Regions from separate parts of the Mus musculus genome. Here all the other regions are linked to region 5. Evidence: chromatin contacts called from public HiChIP or PLAC-seq, Micro-C and promoter capture Hi-C data. All regions are on one chromosome and are shown on one strand. The core of a region is the stretch at or near the end of the contact, and the rest is flanking DNA. Distances in the headings are between cores, read along the strand shown.

What was found. Promoter capture Hi-C pulls out the DNA fragments that hold promoters and counts their contacts. Hi-C and Micro-C count contacts between places; a contact is called where the count stands out from the background. HiChIP or PLAC-seq counts read pairs in DNA pulled down with a chosen protein or histone mark.
Region 1: a contact with region 5 is called in a FOXA1 HiChIP or PLAC-seq map of pancreatic cancer cells. The contact joins the promoter of Paqr4 here to the promoter of Tbc1d24 in region 5. A contact is called at or near these places in 2 of 39 promoter capture datasets (embryonic stem cells and stem cell-derived epiblast-like cells) and 1 of 115 datasets of contacts at active chromatin or transcription factors (pancreatic cancer cells).
Region 2: a contact with region 5 is called in a Micro-C map of embryonic stem cells. The contact joins the promoter of Srrm2 here to the promoter of Tbc1d24 in region 5. A contact is called at or near these places in 3 of 39 promoter capture datasets (cranial neural crest, embryonic stem cells and pre-B cells) and 2 of 484 Hi-C or Micro-C datasets (both in embryonic stem cells).
Region 3: a FOXA1 HiChIP or PLAC-seq map of pancreatic cancer cells shows a contact between it and region 5. The contact joins the promoter of Elob here to the promoter of Tbc1d24 in region 5. A contact is called at or near these places in 1 of 39 promoter capture datasets (stem cell-derived epiblast-like cells) and 1 of 115 datasets of contacts at active chromatin or transcription factors (pancreatic cancer cells).
Region 4: a contact with region 5 is called in a FOXA1 HiChIP or PLAC-seq map of pancreatic cancer cells. The contact joins the promoter of Flywch1 here to the promoter of Tbc1d24 in region 5.
Region 6: a contact with region 5 is called in a promoter capture Hi-C map of liver, with 4 times the contacts expected there. The contact joins the promoter of Nthl1 here to the promoter of Tbc1d24 in region 5. A contact is called at or near these places in 10 of 39 promoter capture datasets (the 3T3-L1 cell line, cranial neural crest, embryonic stem cells and 6 more).

What each region holds. Positions count from the first base shown.
Region 1 is chr17:23,738,791-23,741,701 of GRCm38.p6, forward strand. It overlaps Paqr4 (progestin and adipoQ receptor family member IV), which reads right to left and starts at 1,540. Exons shown (of 3, transcript NM_023824.3): 1 at 1,070-1,540. The coding sequence starts at 1,235. It overlaps Kremen2 (kringle containing transmembrane protein 2), which reads right to left. Exons shown (of 10, transcript NM_028416.2): 10 at 2,409-2,911.
Region 2 is chr17:23,801,514-23,804,572 of GRCm38.p6, forward strand. It overlaps Srrm2 (serine/arginine repetitive matrix 2), which reads left to right and starts at 1,712. Exons shown (of 15, transcript NM_001368687.1): 1 at 1,712-1,885. Gm52285 (a long non-coding RNA gene) reads right to left here and starts at 2,259. Exons shown (of 2, transcript XR_003952234.1): 1 at 2,177-2,259.
Region 3 is chr17:23,827,659-23,830,675 of GRCm38.p6, forward strand. Elob (elongin B) reads right to left here and starts at 1,451. Exons shown (of 4, transcript NM_026305.2): 1 at 1,425-1,451; 2 at 1,186-1,320. The coding sequence starts at 1,427.
Region 4 is chr17:23,770,041-23,773,066 of GRCm38.p6, forward strand. Flywch1 (FLYWCH-type zinc finger 1) reads right to left here and starts at 1,562. Exons shown (of 8, transcript NM_001357994.1): 1 at 1,375-1,562.
Region 5 is chr17:24,203,784-24,206,950 of GRCm38.p6, forward strand. Tbc1d24 (TBC1 domain family, member 24) reads right to left here and starts at 1,779. Exons shown (of 8, transcript NM_173186.4): 1 at 1,691-1,779. It overlaps Ntn3 (netrin 3), which reads right to left. Exons shown (of 6, transcript NM_010947.3): 6 at 48-3,164. The coding sequence ends at 2,815.
Region 6 is chr17:24,631,152-24,634,325 of GRCm38.p6, forward strand. Nthl1 (nth (endonuclease III)-like 1 (E.coli)) reads left to right here and starts at 1,531. Exons shown (of 6, transcript NM_008743.2): 1 at 1,531-1,703; 2 at 2,776-3,014. The coding sequence starts at 1,601. It overlaps Tsc2 (TSC complex subunit 2), which reads right to left and starts at 1,476. Exons shown (of 42, transcript NM_001286713.1): 1 at 1,387-1,476; 2 at 794-960. The coding sequence starts at 931.

The DNA.
Region 1 (2,911 bases), core at 290-2,789, 470 kb before region 5:
TGCAAAAACTAGCTTGGAGTAATCTGTCCCAGCTGAGCCCAGCGAGTAGGCAAAGGAGAGAGGATGATGAACCAGGGCAGACCAATTCCTGGCTAAAGCCACAGTTCCTCCCTGCCACACAGGAGGCCAGACCAGGTCTGTCTTGTCTGTCTGTCTGTCCGTCCTGCAGAAATCTGGAGAAGCATGACCTCAGCCTGAGTTCTGATTAGGACAGGAGGGACATACCAGCCTCAGGGTTACTTAACATTGTCAAATGTCCAGGCAGATGGAGGCTTTGGGTCTTTTTGTTTTCCATAAAGAAAGCCAGGAAAGGCCAGAATGAGGGGAAAGGACTGGAAGAAGCCTATCCTGTCTCCACTGGGGCGCTTTCAGCTCTGTTCTTTCCAGTGCTGGCCTTTCTTGGACATTCCTCCCTTCCCCACAACCAGTTGGCATTGCCTTAATAGAGGACAAATGCAGGCATCAGCCCCACTCTTGGTGGGGGTCTGACTAGACAATAGCGCTCTTCCTCTAGAGAAAAGCCCAAGTCTAAACCTAGCTGGCTCTAGTTCCCTCTCCCAGCTGGGGCGGCTCAAGGACAGGCCAGGGCTGTGTCAGCAGAGCTCTAGGGGCCCGCAAGAAGTGTGTTGGGGGGCGGGGTGGGGGAAAGCGGAGCCCCACGGTACTGCTATGGTCGTGGGGACTCAAGGCTATCGCGAGGAAGGGCTTGGGTCAGGCAGGGGCAGTCTTCTCTCCAATTCCTCCTAGCCAGTGAACGCCCATCTCCAGGATGAGCGCTGGAGGGGGAGGGTGCCCAAGGCGCAGGATTATCAAGGGGATACCAGGATTCTTACCCCTAGAGCTCAGCCGGATTAAGCTGGCTCTCACTCTGCTCCCCTGTCCTGCTTTGGGGCACTACTGGGAAAGCAGGAGCTGGCAACGAAGCTTGGGACAATGGCAGCTTTGTCACCGCGGCGCCTGACCCAACCAGAGCAGGGACAGTCCAGGACTTGAGCTTGGGGGGCTGCTGTGCTCACAGGCAAGGCGGCCGCGAGTGCAAGAAGCGTGAATCGGGGCGCGGCTCACCTACCGTGTGTGTAGATGTTGCCCAGCTCGTTGTGTAGGTAGAAAAGGCTGCGCAGACAGCCCGAGCCGCTGCTGGCCGGCCGGTAGCCGGTTAATACGAACTTATTGAACTGCAGGTGCGGCGGCGAGCTAGCCCAGTCCAGGAGACGAGGCCCGGTCAGGAATGCCATGGCCTCACGCACTGCGGCCGACCGGCGACCCTCTGCGCCTGGGCTTCCTTCTCAGTGGAGCTGCAGCGCTGGGAAGCTCATCCCGATTCACCTCCGGCTATCCGGTGGCCCTGCCCGGGTCAGCAAGGAGGTCCCGGCCCCCTTCCCTCACGCGCTGCGCACGCGCGAGTTCGACGCCCCCGCAAGGGAGAGAAAGCTGGCAACCCCAGGTCGGAGCTCAGTGCATTCAGCTCCACCGTAGCAGAGCGGCGGAGGGAGAGCTCCGGTTGGCCGCAACGGCAGCCAGGCGTCTCGCCGCAGCCCGGAGGACGGGCGCGGCCGGACGCCGGAGGGGACAGCAGGCTCCACCCCGGCTCCTCGCCCCCGCCACCCTGCCTGTGTTTCGCGCGCTGGATTCCTGACGTTCTTGTTGCAGGGACCAATGGGCTCTGCGGACGGAGATGCTCCGCCCCGAGACCGCCCATGCCTTCTCTTTTTAACATATGCGGTTCCAGCCTTCTTTGCGTGGAGTGGCTGTTGGCTTGCGACGCGAGTTTCTGTGTCGGGCTCCTCCACTGGAGTGGCCTAGCACCTTGGGTCTACCAACATTATCACACCCCAGCTTTCTTAATGACCTTCAGGTTGCCGCACCTTTGGGCACCTACCTCAAGCACATAACCCGGCTACCCAGCTCTAAACCCACAGTCAGACTCTGTCCAAGGTGCTGCTGGCTAAGCGCCCCACCACCACCCCCCACACCCCCCAGAAGAGTCCTGAGCAGCGCAGGCGCTTACCCACTTTGGAGGCATATTTCCATTGGCGGGGAACCCAAGCGTCTAAGATGTGTGGTGCACCTGGAACCCTTAGCGAGGCCCAGCCCTTCCGGCCAGGCTGCTTCGAGCTTGGGTTCCACCCAATTCACTCCCTTTTATCGCCCACAAAGCACACCCTTAGCCCTGCCCAGTACAGGCAAGGAACGGGCAAAGGCAGGAGACCAGGGAAGCAAGGTCGGTTCTCTTCTACTCTGGCAGGGACAAGGAAGGCGCTTCTTCCTCATAAAACTACCCAAGACCAACTTCCACATCCTCTCATAAGAAAGCTCACAGTGTGGACACCCAGCATCCCACCTGCAGCCCCCCTGCCCACACCCTTATCGACAGGTTCTTCCTCGCGCAAAGAACTTGCTAAAGCCTCTACCAAAATAGGCCTTTTATTTTAAGTCTATACTGAGTCTTTAGATCACTTTTGTTTTGTTTTTGTTTTTGTTTTGTTTTGTTTTTTGAGACAGGGTTTCTCTGTATAGCCTTGGCTGTCCTGGAACTCACTTTGTAGACCAGGCTGGCCAGAAATCCTCCTGCCTCTGCCTCCCGAGTGCTGGGACTAAAGGCATGCGCCACCACGCCCGGCTTTAGATCACTTTTGTTGGCCCCTAACCTTTCATCGAGGGCAGCAGTCCAGGACCATCCCCAAAAGAGGCGCAAAGAACCCTGAAACCAAACACCACCCATCACATCAAGGTCCATGAATTAGGGTGTTGGATTCCCTTTGTCCTTTGGCTTCAGTCATCTGGACCCCAAGGGTCAGGCCAAGTTCCCAAATAGCACTGGATGCTTCCTGTCCGATCTTCTGGTCTTCCCGAGATGATCAGAGACCGAGCTGCTTTTAAAGGGGCACAAGGTCGAGGTAGGGTGCTGCAT
Region 2 (3,059 bases), core at 462-2,961, 400 kb before region 5:
CCTCGTGTCTTTTTATTTATTTATTATTAGATATTTTCTTTATATACATTTCAAATGCTGTCCCGAAAGTTCCCTATCCCCCCCCCCCCCCCCCCGGGGAAGACTACCTTTTAATCAGCCCTGGAAAAAGGACTTTTAAAAATTAATGGGAGTAGGCTGGAGGGACGGCTCAGTGAGACCTTAGAATTGTTCATTCAGAGGAGCTAAGTTTGGCTCCAGCACCCACCTAAGCTGCCTCCCAAGCCCCTTAACCGTATCTTTGGGGGATCTGACCTCTGACCTCTATAGGCACTGCACGCATGTGCACCTTCAACAGACAAACATGCGTATATTTGTTAACACACTAAGTTAAAAGAAGGAGGAGGGGAAGACGAAGATGAAAAGGAAGACGAAGAAATATGATGAGCAGGGAGTGCTGAAAGACTCCGAGAGGAGCCCCTCGCTCAGGCCTCAGGACAATATCGGACACCCAAGAACTCATGACAGACCGAGCTTGTTGCAAACCACATGAGGCTTTATTTGGGGAAAGCCAGAGCTCTGGGGACAACTCATATCCCACGCAGGGGTAGAGGAGTCGTCCTCGAGGGGAAAGAGTTTCCAGTTTTTATAGGCCCTCAGGGGGGAAAGGAGAAGGGGGAGATTAGGGGATTTCCAGATCTAAACAATGTCTATTCTCAAGAAATGGGTATGGAGGGGTACAAGGAGAGTCTAATGAAGGTGCAGCAATGAGCACACACCTGGTCAGAACATTGGCAGACACACAGGTTCAAGGAGTGGCCAGAGCATTGTGCACCTCTATTTTTCTAAATCAGTGAAGCTAGTTCTGCTAACACTGACGTCTATCTTGCCAATTTCAGGGCTTCTGTGTCCTTTTACATTCTGCCAGGATCTTTCAGTGCCTCAGTGGTGGGGCCCTTGCTACCGAGTGAGAGGCACTGGGACAAACTCCCGGAACCGTGCTATAGGGCCAGGAAATGGAACTGCATTCTCACATTCCTCCACTTACATGGCATAGTCTCTATAGGCGAAAAGTAATCACTTAGTCTCTTTGCCCAAAGGTAAGAGAAAGTATTTTTTAGTGGTCTGCAAGCCCCACTTCAGATAGGACTACAGAGGTGGAAACTGTGGAAAGCACCGGATACTGGGCCAGAAGCCGGGTTCAAGTGGCTCCAGAGCTGTCAGGTGGCTTGACTCTGAAGCACCTCTTCCTGCGAAGAAGACTCGGTGCTGTGGGGCCTCGTACACATTAAAGAAAACCATGGTCACAGTGACTAGGTAAAGCTGCTGAGCCACTGCCACCCAACACGGTCACATAAAATGGCGACCCTGCCTAGCGGAGGAGTCTTACGCGTTTTCTCTCTAAAACCGAACTACAGCTCCCAGAACTCTGTGCGCGGAAGGCGTGCGTCTGAGCTACTCCCGGGTGTTGTGGGTTGCGGCCCCCGCGCCCCTCCCCCCTCCTACAGAAGTTTTTTTTCAGCCGACCTTGCAGCTTCGGTACGGAGCCACGCCTTTCCCCGCAGTGCCCGACGGGACTCGGGGTTTTTCGACTTTTCAGTAGCACGTCCCTTCGCCTAAGGTCCTCCTTGTGGCTTCAACGCCTGCGCACGACGCACTACGGTTCCCAGAGGGCCCAGCGGCTCTCATGATTGCGTGCTGACGCACTAGGTCGTGCTGACGCGCAACGCTGCCCAGGCGGGGTGCGAGTGGCGCAGTCGAAGCCCGCTGCGGCCCCTGAGGAAGCGAGGAGGCGGCGGCGGCGGCGGCTGAGGCGGGCGGACCGACGAGGCGGCGGCTTCAGGCTCCGAGGGATACGAAAACTTAAGCAGCAGCTGCGGCGGGACCTCCCTGTTTGACAGTCGGCGGCCGGAGGCGGCGGCGGCGGGTGAGAGAAAGGGAGCGCGCTAGCCGGGTGGGGGAGGGGCGGCGGGCTGGGCCGGAGGCTAGAGCGCGGGGAGAACGGCCCAGGCCGCCGCGCGCACGCGTGCTCGTCGCCTCGGCCGGCGCGGTCGCCTTCCCTTCCTCCCCTCCCCCTCCCGCGGTTCCTGGGACGCGCGGCCTTCAACTCCTCCGCCCCTCCCCCACACGGCCGCGGCGCGCGCGGCCGCCTGGTCTCGTCCGCGCGCCCCCGGTGAGACAGCATTGCGCGAGGCTCTGCTTCTCTCCTTTGCTCTACCTGGGGCTGAGGAGGCCGTCGTTCCGCGGTCGTCCTCTTCGGTCTTTTAGGGGGCGGGGAGAGGGCGGCAGCGGAGGTACTTGTCCCCCGCCCGAGCTTCGGACCTGCTGGTACCTCTCCTCGATCGGCTCCGGCGTGGGTCCACGGGCCCTGCTAGGGGCCTGAGAAACGGCCAGAGCCGCCCAGACCGCGGGGCGCCGCGTGGCCCCCTCCCCCCTCCTCGAGGCCGAAAATAAGCTGGGCTGCCCAGTGGGCGGCGGGAGGAGGCCTTGAACTTTCGGAGGCCAGGATTTAAACCGTTCGTCCTCGTTAGTATCAGAGGCTGTGAGTGTGTGCGTGGGGGTGGGGGATCCCCAAGTCTTAAAAAGTGAGGATAATAAAACCGCGAAAGTATTCAGCCTGCGTGTATAAGGAAGACCAATGTGCTCCTTTCAACCCTGTTATTTTATTTCTTTTTTACGGTTTGGTTTTATGAGCTAGGGCCTCTAAATAGTCTTGGTTGGTCTGGCACTAACCGTGTAGATCAGGCTAGCATTGAACTCAAGAAATCTGCCTGCCTCTGTGGGATCAAAGGCATGAGACACCATGTCTGGCTCCTACCCTGGTTTTTGTTTTTTGTTTTTTTTTTCCCCGGAGACAGGGTTTCTCTGGCTGTCCTGGAACTCACTCTGTAGACCAGGCTGGCCTCGAACTCAGAAATCCGTCTGCCTCTGCCTCCACACCCGGCTCCTACCCTGTTTTTAAAAAGGTCTCCTCAAATATTAAAGCTAAGCCTTTTAGAGCTTTTCGATGGGGAAAAAATTCTTGACTTAATAGCCTGGCTTCAGTCAGCCATTACTTGGTGATGACGTTCTTCCTTGCTGTTTCCATCTTACAGTTCTTT
Region 3 (3,017 bases), core at 201-2,700, 380 kb before region 5:
TAAGTATAAAACACATATTCCAGGACTATATCCAAGAATTTCCAGCTCTGACTGCACTGATGGCTTACAGCAGCTAAAAGCTCTGGCAGAGACTTCCAAGGGCATTTTCTAGCACCCATATAGATTGGTTCACAATTCCACTTCCATGAGATCTGATCCCTTTGGCCTCCAGAGCACCTGAGCACCTGGACTGTATGAGAGCAGGTATCACACACACAAAAATAAAACTCACAGGCCTCTGAATTCTGGCTTTTCCAAGCTCTCTAGATATATCTAATTCAAAAGGTAGTTGGAATTTTTTTTTTTTTTGAGAAAATATCTCAAACAGTATTTTGTTCTTGAAATTCTGATCCTCCTACATCTAGCTCCCAAACAGGATTATTGCCCAGTTTTTTCCGCCTGGTGATCTAACCTAGGCTTTCATACAGGTTATGTTAACACTAAACACAGCTGCACCCCTGAGTCCTATCAAGTTTTTCTCTCCACTCCCCACCTTTCTTTTAAAAATCAACCTTAACCTTAAAACGGGAATTATGAGGAGCATAGAAAGCAGCACTAAAAACACTATGTGGTTCCTAGACCAGCAGAGGGTCTTTCAAGAAAAAGATCAGTGGGTATCAGTGAGAAAAGCCCTTTAGAGACATGAATCCAGGCTCTAATCTGGAGTTACAGCTGGAATTAGCTCAATGTATTTAGATTACTGGCACGCTTCTGGGAAGCCTGACTCGGGATTGGGGCATGAGGACCCAACTCCGCAGGCTAGCTTATTCAAAACTGGAGCTGGCTTCTGGAGGTGAGCTTGAATGCCAAGTGTTTCTAGAACATCAGAAGACTGGCGAGGGTAAACACTGGCTGGGTGAATCACTGGTGGGATCTTGACCTATCTTCTAAACAACACTTGCATTCCTCGAGTTCCACCCCACCCTGTGACAGTGGGATTCCGGTGGGCTCCCGACAGGCCGAAGGTGGCTAGCCAGGAACAAACCCTGGCTCTGCCACGACCTTCGGCTGCGTAAGATTATCGAGGCCTCGGTTTCCCCAACCGCTGAGCAAGACGGCCTGGCAGGGCGGGGCGGCTGCCGGGAGACCTGATGCTGCCGGCTCTTCAGCACGATCAAGAGACCTCCTTGTTAAGTGTCCTGTCTGGACCCCCGCGCGCGCAACCGCCACGCCCGCTCGTCGCACCTTGTAAAGCCGCTGCTCCTCTGGCGGCCGCTTGAGGATGCCCTCGACGATGCGCTTCAGTTCGAACACGGTGCTCGACTCCTTGGCGTCCGTAAAGATGGTGGTCTTGTGGCGCCGGATCATGAGAAACACGTCCTGAGGACGGCGGGCCCGCGTCAGCGCTAGCCCGCGGCCCCCGGCGTGGCCCCGGAGCCCCCGCCGCCCCCGGCCCCGCGCCCCTCCCCCCCGCGCCCGCTCACCATCCCGGCGGCTGCTTCTGGCTCGACGCGCCGGCGCGGCCGCGCTCCGCCCCTTCCCGGCAGCCCAAGCGCGACCCAGCGTGCTCTGCGCGGCCCCGCCCGCCCCGCCCCCTATCCTGCAGCCCCTCCCACGCCGTTGCGGCCATCTTAAGCGATCCGGAAGCCACTTCCTGTGCTTGGCCGCCATCTCGGTGTCTGGGTTATAGGTGGTTATATATTGAGCCCGTCTCGGATCCGTGGTGCAAGCTGGGCTTGCTTTGGGGCGTAGAGAGTGAGTCACGGAGAGCTACTCATGCATATCTGCCATGAACAATTTTATATGAGTGTTTTATCTGCATTTATGCCTATGCAACTGTTACATGCAATGCTTGGGAAGGCCAGAAGAGGGCCGTCGGGTCCTCTGGTCGTGTGGGGTGCAGGAAATCGAACCTAGCTAACTCCTCGAAGAACAGCCAGTCCTCATAATCATCGAGCCATCTCTCCAGCCCACGTTTATTTATGGGTCAAGCTCTTGCAGGGAATGTGAGGGGTAACTTTACAGCCATTTTGAGACGATGTACAATTTTGGATCTAAGATCACCACTGTGTATTCTCCTCATCCAGCTCTAGGCTTGGGTCTAAGGGTTTGTTAAATCCAATTCAGCCATGCTTTGTGGCCTCTTAGGAGCTAGAGAAACTATTGCTCTTCGAGACTTCTGCTGTAGTTATTAGGGTCCACTCTAGCTAGACTTGGCCACCTGGTCCCAGTACACCAACTAAAAAGTGTTAATAGTGAAAAGCATTGATAGGTTTACTTAATGTGGCCATAAGAAGAGGTCCAGTGACTTTCCCAAGTCGACTGTGGAGTTTGTTTAAACTGAAATGGAACAAATGAGTAGTGTTAGGCAAGGTATGGCCCATCATTTGACTGTCCTACAAGATGGCCTGATGAGCTGTGACATCTGTTTCAGGTCAAACCCTTCCTTATTCCAACATGAGATTCCTGGGGAAATCCTGATTACTTGGAGACCATTGTTTTTAACAGCCTTGAGAAGGCTAGGCTGACTTCACGACAGACTTCAAATTGGCAGTTAAGGACACTAGGCCTAAAAACTGGGCAAGTCCAGGGAAGTCAATTGATGATTTAAAAAAACAAAACAAAACAAAACCCTAGGCTCCAGCCTTCATGTCCAGGTAATGGACTGTCCCAACTACCTCGTCTGATGCAAGGACAGTGGGTCAGCAGCAGTTTCCAGACATCCTCAGCTACTTAGTAACAGTTCCCAGACCTCCCCAGCAAGTTTCTAGTCCCCACACCATGTTAATAGAATTCTGTAGAGATGTGCACAACAGATTAACATAGAGGTCACCTACACTGGAATTCTCTAATGTGCTTTAAATCAGGCCTGAAAGCTCACTTGGGTGTCTCTATCTTGGTAATAGGAGACCCCAGCATGCTGGACTTGTGCAGCTTAAAACATTCTTTGCATTTACATACTATTTGAGTCTGGGGTATCATTCTTTGGAGAATCATGTATCCTTACAGACTGATAGTCAAAGAGGGGTGGGGAACAAAAGGACAGTGGCTCTTTGGATTATCTTCATTCCTTTTAC
Region 4 (3,026 bases), core at 312-2,811, 430 kb before region 5:
GGATGGGCAGGGTACGATGTTTATTGGCACCTTTGGGCTTTATGTACTAAATAAAACCCACTACCACCTCTTTTCTCAAGTCACCGGGGAACCAATACTCCTGGTGGAGAGGAGGGATGGGACAGTGAACTGAGGATACTGTTCCAAAGCGATTCAGCAATGCAGACGCTGCAGCAGGACATGGTGATACATACCTTTAATTCCAGCACTCAGGAGGCAGGGGGTGGAGGAGCTCTGTGAATTTGAGGCCCACCTGAAGCCCACAGATGAGGGCTACATAGAAAAACCCTGTCTTGAAACAAACAAACAAAAAGGAATAAGGCAGAGAGTGATAAACAGCCTTGTGTATGCATGCACAGAGACACACAAACACACACTCAGAATGATAAGGAAAACCCACATGAGATGTGGGAAGCCAACTGATAGATTTCCGCAATCCTCCTAGATGAGAATCTTGGCTAGACGGATTCCTTTACCTAACAATTCAGCTTCACATCCCTCCCCCAGCAAAGCCATCTTCATCTGCATAAGTGAGCATGTATTATCAGCTCTCCTCTACTTCATATGCTGTTTTGTTCCCACAAGTCAGACTAGTGGCACTTGGGAGAACAATGAGATAAACATACCAGAAATCTAAACCAAGCCCCAGCAATGGTAAGGACCCTGGAAAGCAAAGAAGTTAAAAACAAAACATCATAACAAAAAGATCTTTCTTGGGGATGGTTATCTGATTGTAGAGTAAGGAGTAAAGGGGGGTTTAAAACTGTCAGATAAGCTAGGTCTTGAATCAATGGGTTAGCAAGTCAGTCATTTGGAATGGAATGGAACGGAACAGAAAGGAATGAATTAGAACACAGCCTAAATAGATCTGCGTCATGTGAGATTGGTAAGCGACTCTCTTTAAACTTGCGATTCACGAAATCTATCTTCAGGCACAGAATATACACATAAAACATCTTTCTCAGTCTAGAATGCGTCACAAAGTTTGAAAGCCACAATGGGCAACCTATAGTCTGAACGAGGAGGGGTAACAACCGGCAAAAAGTGCAAGGTCATTGGGACCTGCGGCCGCCAAGGATGGGCCGCGACGGAGGACAGAGCTGGATGGACATGCAATGGGTGGACACGGTTCAAGGAAGATGGGCGAATGTGTGGTCCCGGATTTAGAGGTGTTAAGATCGGTACAGGAGTCGAGTGGGTTGATGGAGAGATCAGGTAGAAAGGAGGCGCATCGTGGATGTCCGACAAAGAAGCACCCCATGCCCGAGCTACAGAGCTGGGGCCCCTCCCCAGCACCGGGCGCGACCCCAGGATAGCCGGACCAGGCATCGCTCCGCTGGTCCGACCCTCCCGCCCGCAGGGGCCCGTCCTCACCGACGGCAGCGGGCCCTGCCTCTCCGGCGGCTGAGCCACCCGATCCTTCGTGTGAGTGTCCGCCAACGCAGGCGCCGGCCTAGCAGCCGGGGCTGCTCTAGGAACCACGACCCCGCCGCCCGCTCCCGCCGCCAACTGCCCCCTGGGGAGCGAGCCCGTGCCCGCGCGCGCGCCCCCGCGAGACGCCTGCTTGGGAAGCCTAGAAACTACTAGCGAGCATGCGCAGCAGAGGCGCGGAGCCATTCCTGAGGCGGATACCACTTCTCCGGGTCTTCTCTGCGCAGTGTCAACTTGACACCCTAGCCAATCAGCATCAGGGGCGGGTCTACTAACAAGGAAGAAGGCGGGACAACCCATGGTCCCGCTACTGCATCCGGGAGGGCGGGGCGACAGGTGAATTTGTAGCAAGGATGCAGGCTGGGAGTCATCACTAAAAGGATGACAGCGCTATTGATAGAGAGAACAGGACTTTTATAGGATTTGACTGCATTCTTACGAAGTTGTAGCTTTGGCTTAAGTGCGTCTTTAGGCCTGTGACCTTCAGAACTTTCTTTTTTACATTTTAAGTATTTTATTTCTTTATTTTTTATTTTTATTTTTATTTTAAGACAGGGTTTCTCTCCGTAGCCCTGGCTGTCTTGGAATGCTCTCTATAGACCAGGCTGGCCTCAAACTCAGAGATCAGCCTGCCTCTGCCACCCTAGCACGGTGAGTACTGGGATCAAAGGCATGCGCCACTGCCACCCAGTTTTCTTCCTTCCTTCCTTTCTTTTTTATTTTTTAAAAAACATAACTCTGACATATTTTAAGTGTATTTTTAAAATGTATTTGGATGTTCTGTCTGCATGTGTATCTGTACACCATGTGCATTTCTGGTGCCTGTGGAGGCCAAAAGAGGGCATAGGATCTCCTGGAGTTGCCCAGAGTTATGAACCACCATGTGGGTGCTGGATATCAAGGCTGGGTCCTTTGGAAGCAGCCCAATGGTCTTCATAACTGAGCCAGTTCCAAAGAACATTCTTTTTTTTTTTTAAGATTTATTTATTTATTATATGTAAGTACACTGTAGCTGTCTTCAGACACTCCAGAAGAGGGCATCAGATTTCGTTACGGATAGTTGTGAGCCACCATGTGGTTGCTGGGATTTGAACTCTGGACCTTCGGAAGAGCAGTCGGCACTCTTAACCACTGAGCCATCTCGCCAGCCCTCCAAAGAACATTCTTATGCAGCACGTTGAAACCCTTAGATACCCCCCTCTCCCAATCCAGGACTATCTGAGATTTGAAATAGTGACAATAACAGATCGCATATTTAAATAAGAATCCAGGAGCTGAATGTGTGTGGCACAAATGAAACAGAAGCAAGAGAATCAGGAATTCAAGTCTTTCATCAGCTACATAGTGAATGTAAGGCAAGCCTGAGCTACATGAGACCCTGGGTTTTAAAAACAACAATATAGGTGAATAAGTAAGTAGAAGAGAAAGATAAGGGTTTTGGTTTTGGTTTTGGTTTCAGAAATCTAAAAGTTAAAAAACTTTTAACTTTTAGAGAGAAAATGGGAAGCCCTGTGTGGCGGGGCAAGCCTGTAAACTCAGAATTGCGGAGACAGAGGCAGGAGAATGAGGCCATCCTGGGCTACACAGCGAGTCCT
Region 5 (3,167 bases), core at 529-3,028:
ACAGAAAAGGTATGCTCAAACAGGTAGAACATTCAACAGGGCAAATCTTTTTTTTTTTTTTTTTACAACCCACTTCATTGTCTTGTGTACTTTAAACACTTTACTATGTCTTCAGAGGTTGGCTCAGTCTCTAATAAGGATTAGGAGCAATGCTGTGTGCCCAAGGTCACTGAGACTTGCCAGACAGTCCTGGCAAGGGTGGTTACTCAGAGCTAGTAGGGAACACAGGCAGGTGAGTTTGCACTCCCAGGGAGGTAAATTTGATTGTTGTTATGAAAACCCTACCTAGATTACTAGAGTACTTCTGCAAACCCAAAAGGTCACCCTTAATCCAGCCAAAAGCCACTACATTGCTAGTTCACTAGTTGACATGTAGCATTCAAAAAGTGGCATCTTTATTCCCTCCAACAAGCACTTAAGAGAGTGCCTGGCTAACTGAATGCCAGACCATGGGGGAACAGGGACAACACGATGTGGCTCCAGGCCTATCCACACGCAGACTAGATTCTAAATACAGCTGTCACTACCCTAAGTCTTTATCTGAGTACTGGGGAGATTAGGTGAGGATTAATCATCAAGGAAGCACACAGAGCCCTCATAGCACTCAATATGAATGGTCACTATCAAATATTTGAAATTTCTTAACCATTTGTCGTCTGGGTTGGTCTTGACACCAACCCAGAACTGACATCAGATAGAGCTTGAGAGAACACAAATACAGCCATCTCCACAACAATTCAGTGAACAATGACAGGTGCCTATTGGGGACAGGGGTGTGAAAATGAGAATGGAGTCATTGTCCCCAAGTAGATGACATGGCAACGCATGCCATGGGACAGTTGTACCAACTGCCTGGGAGTAGCTTGCTGACCTTCCAGCAGAACATGGTGAGACAAGGAAAATCCTTTATTTACCTTGGAAAGACAGCAACACAACCGCCCAAATGGCCAACCTATGCCTGCATATGTCCGGGCTGGGCTAGACAATCTTTGGCCTTTAAAGTTAGCCCAGTGAGTCCCCATCCAAGAAGGCCAGAGCACTATTTCTGAACTGAGTCAGGTCTGTCAAGGAAAATCTGTGGTCAGGCTGCCAGCACCCAGCAGACTGACTTCTGTCATGTGCAGCCCACCCCGTGTGGTGCCAGCTCTGCCCTCCAGCTGTTATTCAAAACTCCTGAAGCACAGGGCCAAGCTAAGGCACAGGTGACCAAGGCATGTCAGGGACACTGGCTGGATAGGGCTCTCAGGCTGGGAAAGTCCCTAAGCTTCAGGTGGGCAGTTGTGTCATCTTTGGCAAGTGAAGGGCCTGGGTTGTTGCAGGTCTCCGAGGGCAAAGGTATATGAACACTGCTGCAATTTCGAACGAATACAGAAAGAGGATTTCCTATTCCGCAGGGACGGAAAGTGCCCCAAGGGAAGGTTGACACAGAGGCAGTTCTTGCCCACGACACAGAGCCCAGAGAAGGCAGGGATGATCGAGGAAAGCCGGGCCTGCCCAAAGGGTTCTGACTCCGGGGCCCACGTCACGCACGCAGCATTAGACTCTGGAGCCCCCTAACCCGCAGCGACCAAGACACGGAGCACAACCCGTGCCCCCCTCCCTCAGTACATCCGTGCCGCCGGTCAGCGCACCGTGGCAGTGACACCCCCACACCCCGCGTCCAGCCGCCACGCCCCCGCCGCGCACCCACCTCGGCGCGCCGCACCGCACCTCTCCCTTCGGCTCTCCGCTGGACCGCACTGGACTTTCTGCGCACGCGCGTAGGCGGCCCCGCCCCACAAGCACGCGCTTGCGGGCTGCCCACCCCGAGTGCCCCGCGTCTCAGTGCTGCCGGCTCTGAGCATGCGCATTTGCGCCCGGCGGCGGCCAAGTCGGGAGCATGCGCTAGCCAAACAGCGGTTCCCGCGCTAAGGGGCGGGGGCTCGCCTAAAGAGGTGGGGACCCTAGCGCCTGGTGTAAGGCAAAGTCACGGACGACTAGAACTCCGACGGCTGCCCGTGGAAGTCGCCTCTGGTCCGGTCACACGTGGACCTGATCTGCCCCTTCTCGACGTCCAGTCTTGAGCGGATAGAGTGTAGGGCTCCTAGCTAGGGGCAGGACCTGTGTCATGGAGCCAAGAGGCCAAGACTGGTAGGAGTCGTGGTAGAAAGCGACAGCTGGATGGACCCCAGAAAAGGGTACAACGGAACAAGAAAGATATGGGACACAGGCAGTGATGCAGCTGCGGATGGGGACACGGTCACGTGACCGGCAGAGGCAGGCCAGAATGGATATGGGGACAAGATCCATGACACTGGACAGGGGAGCCTACAATACTCTTTGTACATTCCCGGCTGGAGGGCAGAGACGTCGCTGTCTTGGCTGTGCAATTGAGCCACAGCCCCTGCAGCGGTGTACAGGCAATTATGGTGGCAACAGTGGTTTTGGAGAGGTTGGAGAACTCTAGTGTATCACAGCATCAGAGAGTTGATGAATCACATTGGCCCGTGGGATGTGCTCAAACCCCAGAGGGATCATCCTAGCATCCCCTGGGAATAGGCGGGTTCACACCTTTAAGAGACGTCGGGTATCAGCCAAGAGGGATAAGATCAGGGTCCTCTGAGCTGCCCTAGGAGCCTCCAGATAGCTCTTAGGGGCCATCATACTCCTCTAAGTTGGGGGTAGGGTATCGCCAAATAGGTTTCAAGCGGGGATGGGGGTAGGGGGAAATTAGATGGCGATGCACGTGACACTTCCAGCCTAGTGCTCTGATGAACGCGCCGCGCCCAGTGATAAGAGAGCTGAGTCCGCCCAGTCCACGCCCAGCTTGCAGATTCAGGCGGTCCCGCAGCGCCCCCGCCGCTCTCTCCTCTGCAGCCTCCGCAGGCGCCGGGTCCAGGCGTCTCTCCAAGGCAGCACGAGGCTTCCACGGGCAGCACTGAGCCCCTGTCCCCGGCCCGCTGTGCTCCCAGCTGCAGCCCCCGGCCCACCTCCCAGCAGCAAGTAACGCCGGCCGGGCAGGAGGCGCGGGCAACCGCAGGCCGCGTCTAGAGTTGGTACCCACAGCGCGCTGCTCCCGCGTCGAGCGCGTTCCTCGCCGCTGCGGAACACAGCAAGCACCGCTACCGGAAAGCGTGTCCACGAGCCGCGGGCCTCACCGCGTGCACCCACTGCCACCTGCACCGCTG
Region 6 (3,174 bases), core at 281-2,780, 430 kb after region 5:
CCCTCGCTCCATCCCTTCCTCTGTCTCTCCAGCGTTTCTCTGTGTATCTCTGGCTGTACTGAACTTCCCCAGTGCTGGGCAGGATTAGCAGCATACACCAACCACCACCATCACCCAGCATTTTGTTTTGTTGTGTTTGGTTTGGTTTTTTAAGGCTGGATCTCGAGGCTGGTGAGATAGCTCAGTGGTTAAGAGCACTGACTGCTCTTCCAGAGGTCCTGAGTTCAATTCCCAGTAACCACATGGTGGCTCACAACCATCTGTGATGGGATCTGATGCCCTCTTCTGGTGTGTCATCTACAGTGTGTGTGTGTGTGTGTGTGTGTGTGTGTGTGTGTGTGTGTGTGTGTGTGTATGTTAAATAAATAAATCTTTTTTTAAAAGTTCCTAAAAAGAAAGGGTGGATCTCCAATTTAAAAAAGGAAACGAACATCTTTGAGGAGAGGAGGACCCAGTCTCACTACTGTAGCTCAGGTGGGTTACAATTATGTTGCCTCCAACTTCATAATCCTATCTCCTCTGCCTCTCACGTGCTGAGAGAGTACAGGGCATCTATCTACCATAACACTAAACAAAATAAGTTTTCATACAACACCTAACTTCTAAGGCAAGTGTGCTAAAGCAGGACACCAAGATCCTGAGGACAGGCATATATCTGTCTCCACAGTACTGGGGACAGCAGCCCTATGCAGATGGTTACCAGCAACCCATCTCCCACAGAACCCAATGACAGACAAACCCAGCCTTCCTAGCCTTTGTGCTGGGCTAGCCAAGACATTGGCCACTCACTCACTCTCAAGATTTCCGATGTGATGATAAACTCAGTCTGTTTGCCTTCTGCACACCTGGGATTTGGCCTCGATGTTCCCAATCCCAACAGTATCTTGAACTTCTCCTTCAAGCCGGAATCTTTGCTTGTTGGTTTGGCCATGGTGGGCAGGGCAGTACTAGAGAACTGCTCTGTGTAGAAATAAACATATTATTTGATACACCCCAGGAAAGGTTCTCCCTTCTGCCCTCGAGGCGAACCTCCAGAATCCTAGGTCAAGGGTAGGCAATAACCTGTCCTTCCTACAGCCTCTGGGGCAACTCAACTCCATGCAGGAGGAACTCAGCCACAAATCAACTCCGGAGGTATAGGCTTACTCTAGCGACCCGCCTGTTGATTGCCATTAGTTCTCCCTAGGTTAAGGAGGAGCTGTCGCGTGAATAGATGCAGAGGCCCGCTCACATTCGCAATGGAGGGCTTGAAGCGCTAGGACTTGTCAGCGGTGGGAGCGGCGGAGGATTGGAATCAGAACGACCAATTCCCCTCACCCCATCGCGACGCGACCACACAAACCATCGCAACCCGCCCCAGCAGTCAGAGCCTCCAGGGCTACTCACCCCGCGCGCGCCTTTCGCGCGCAGGTCCTCCTGCACCCAGGGAAGGGCGCACACCCCCGGCCCAGGGCAGCTGCCGGAAGCGCAACCCGTACTTCCGGGGGCGAGGCTTTGCTGACTATTTGCGTTGAGCTCTCTGGGAATTGTAGTTTCGCGTGCGCGTTGAGCAAGTGGTGGGATCGCGGGGCTGCTCGGAGGAGTAGTTTACAGCCCAGGCATGAACTCAGGGGTGCGGATGGTGACTCGCAGTCGGAGCCGCGCGACTAGGATCGCGTCGGAAGGGTGTAGGGAGGAGCTCGCCCCGCGAGAGGCTGCTGCAGGTAGCTCTGCGCCTGCAGGCGTTTTGGAGGAAAGGAGGAACGTGGAACTTTGGCTCCAGGCTTGCGTCCCGGGCCGCAGCATCTGACCTAAACTCTAGGCGCCGCGGAGTAGGCAGCTGCCTTGAATCTTGAATTGAAGCTACGCTTAAATCTCACGTGGCCCCACTTCTAGCTTCTTCCAAGGGTCTGGGACCCGCAGGGTCTGCAGGGTCCGTAAGACTGGGTTCTGGATGTATTCATCCACCCTTATCGCCAGTGAAAAGTTTTAGTCCAACCAGCCTAGCTTAGGACATTCACTTGCTCCAGGCTGTCCGTGGGACACAGCTCTGTTCTCAGAGCTGCCTCCCTCTCTTGTAGGGCCAGGCTGTGTGCCAAGAACACACCCAGCTAGAAGTCTTCTCTCCCAGCTGGACGGTGGTTCTGAAAGAAAACAGGCCCAGAGAGAAAACAGGAAAGGGCATGGCACTCATTGTGTTTGTCCTGTAGCCATTAAGGGCCTACTATGTGCCAACTAGTGGTACTCAGGGAGTAATTATCAGCCCGTCCCCGCCTGGGACTTAGACATAAGTGGCTAGAGCAGGAGTGTGCGTAGGCAGCAATGGTCTCCCAGAATCGGTTCAGTAGTAGAGATCCGCTGGGATCCAGGCTGAGGCTTGGCAAGGGCCAAGGGCCACAGAAAGTGTTGATACTGTTAAGGCAGCAAATGTTTTATAGTAGTAGAGTTTGGAGCTCATCCTAAATGCAACGATTTCTGAAAGGGGAGTTGCACTGTCCAGTTTGGGTGTGAAGAGAGAGGTTCTCTTGAATGTAACTCAAAGGACTTGGGACAAAGGAGAGAGGTTATATTATCCTAGAGGCTGTTACTAGTGTCGGTGTGCTAACAGGCACTTTGTCAGACTGTCATGTACTGTTGTGACAAGGGCAGAGCACAGCACTTCTGTACACATCGTGGTAGATAATGGACAGTTAGTTGCACAAACAAGTGTGGGGATGTGGATTGGCAGGTAAGCAGCACCCTTCCCCCACCCTCATATAAAACCCACTCCAAAGACTGAATGGCACTTTTTTGCAGAAGGAAGAAAAAGCCACAGGCCCGTGAGACATCCACGGAGAACACAGAAAACGCATGTGGCCTATGAAGCGGCTAATGGTGAGGAAGGCGAAGATGCTGAGCCCCTCAAAGTGCCCGTTTGGGAGCCCCAGAACTGGCAGCAGCAACTGGCCAACATCCGCATCATGAGAAGCAAGAAGGATGCACCTGTGGACCAGCTAGGCGCCGAGCACTGCTATGATGCAAGTGCCTCCCCGAAGGTATGCAACACCTCCGCCTATCCAGCAAGGTGCTTACTTCCTTTTAGGTCTCTACCAGAAAAAGAGCAAGACCTGCCAGCTCTCCCTGCTGCCATACAGGAGGATACATACATACATACATACATACATACATACCCAGGAAGATGCGCTCCTCCCATAA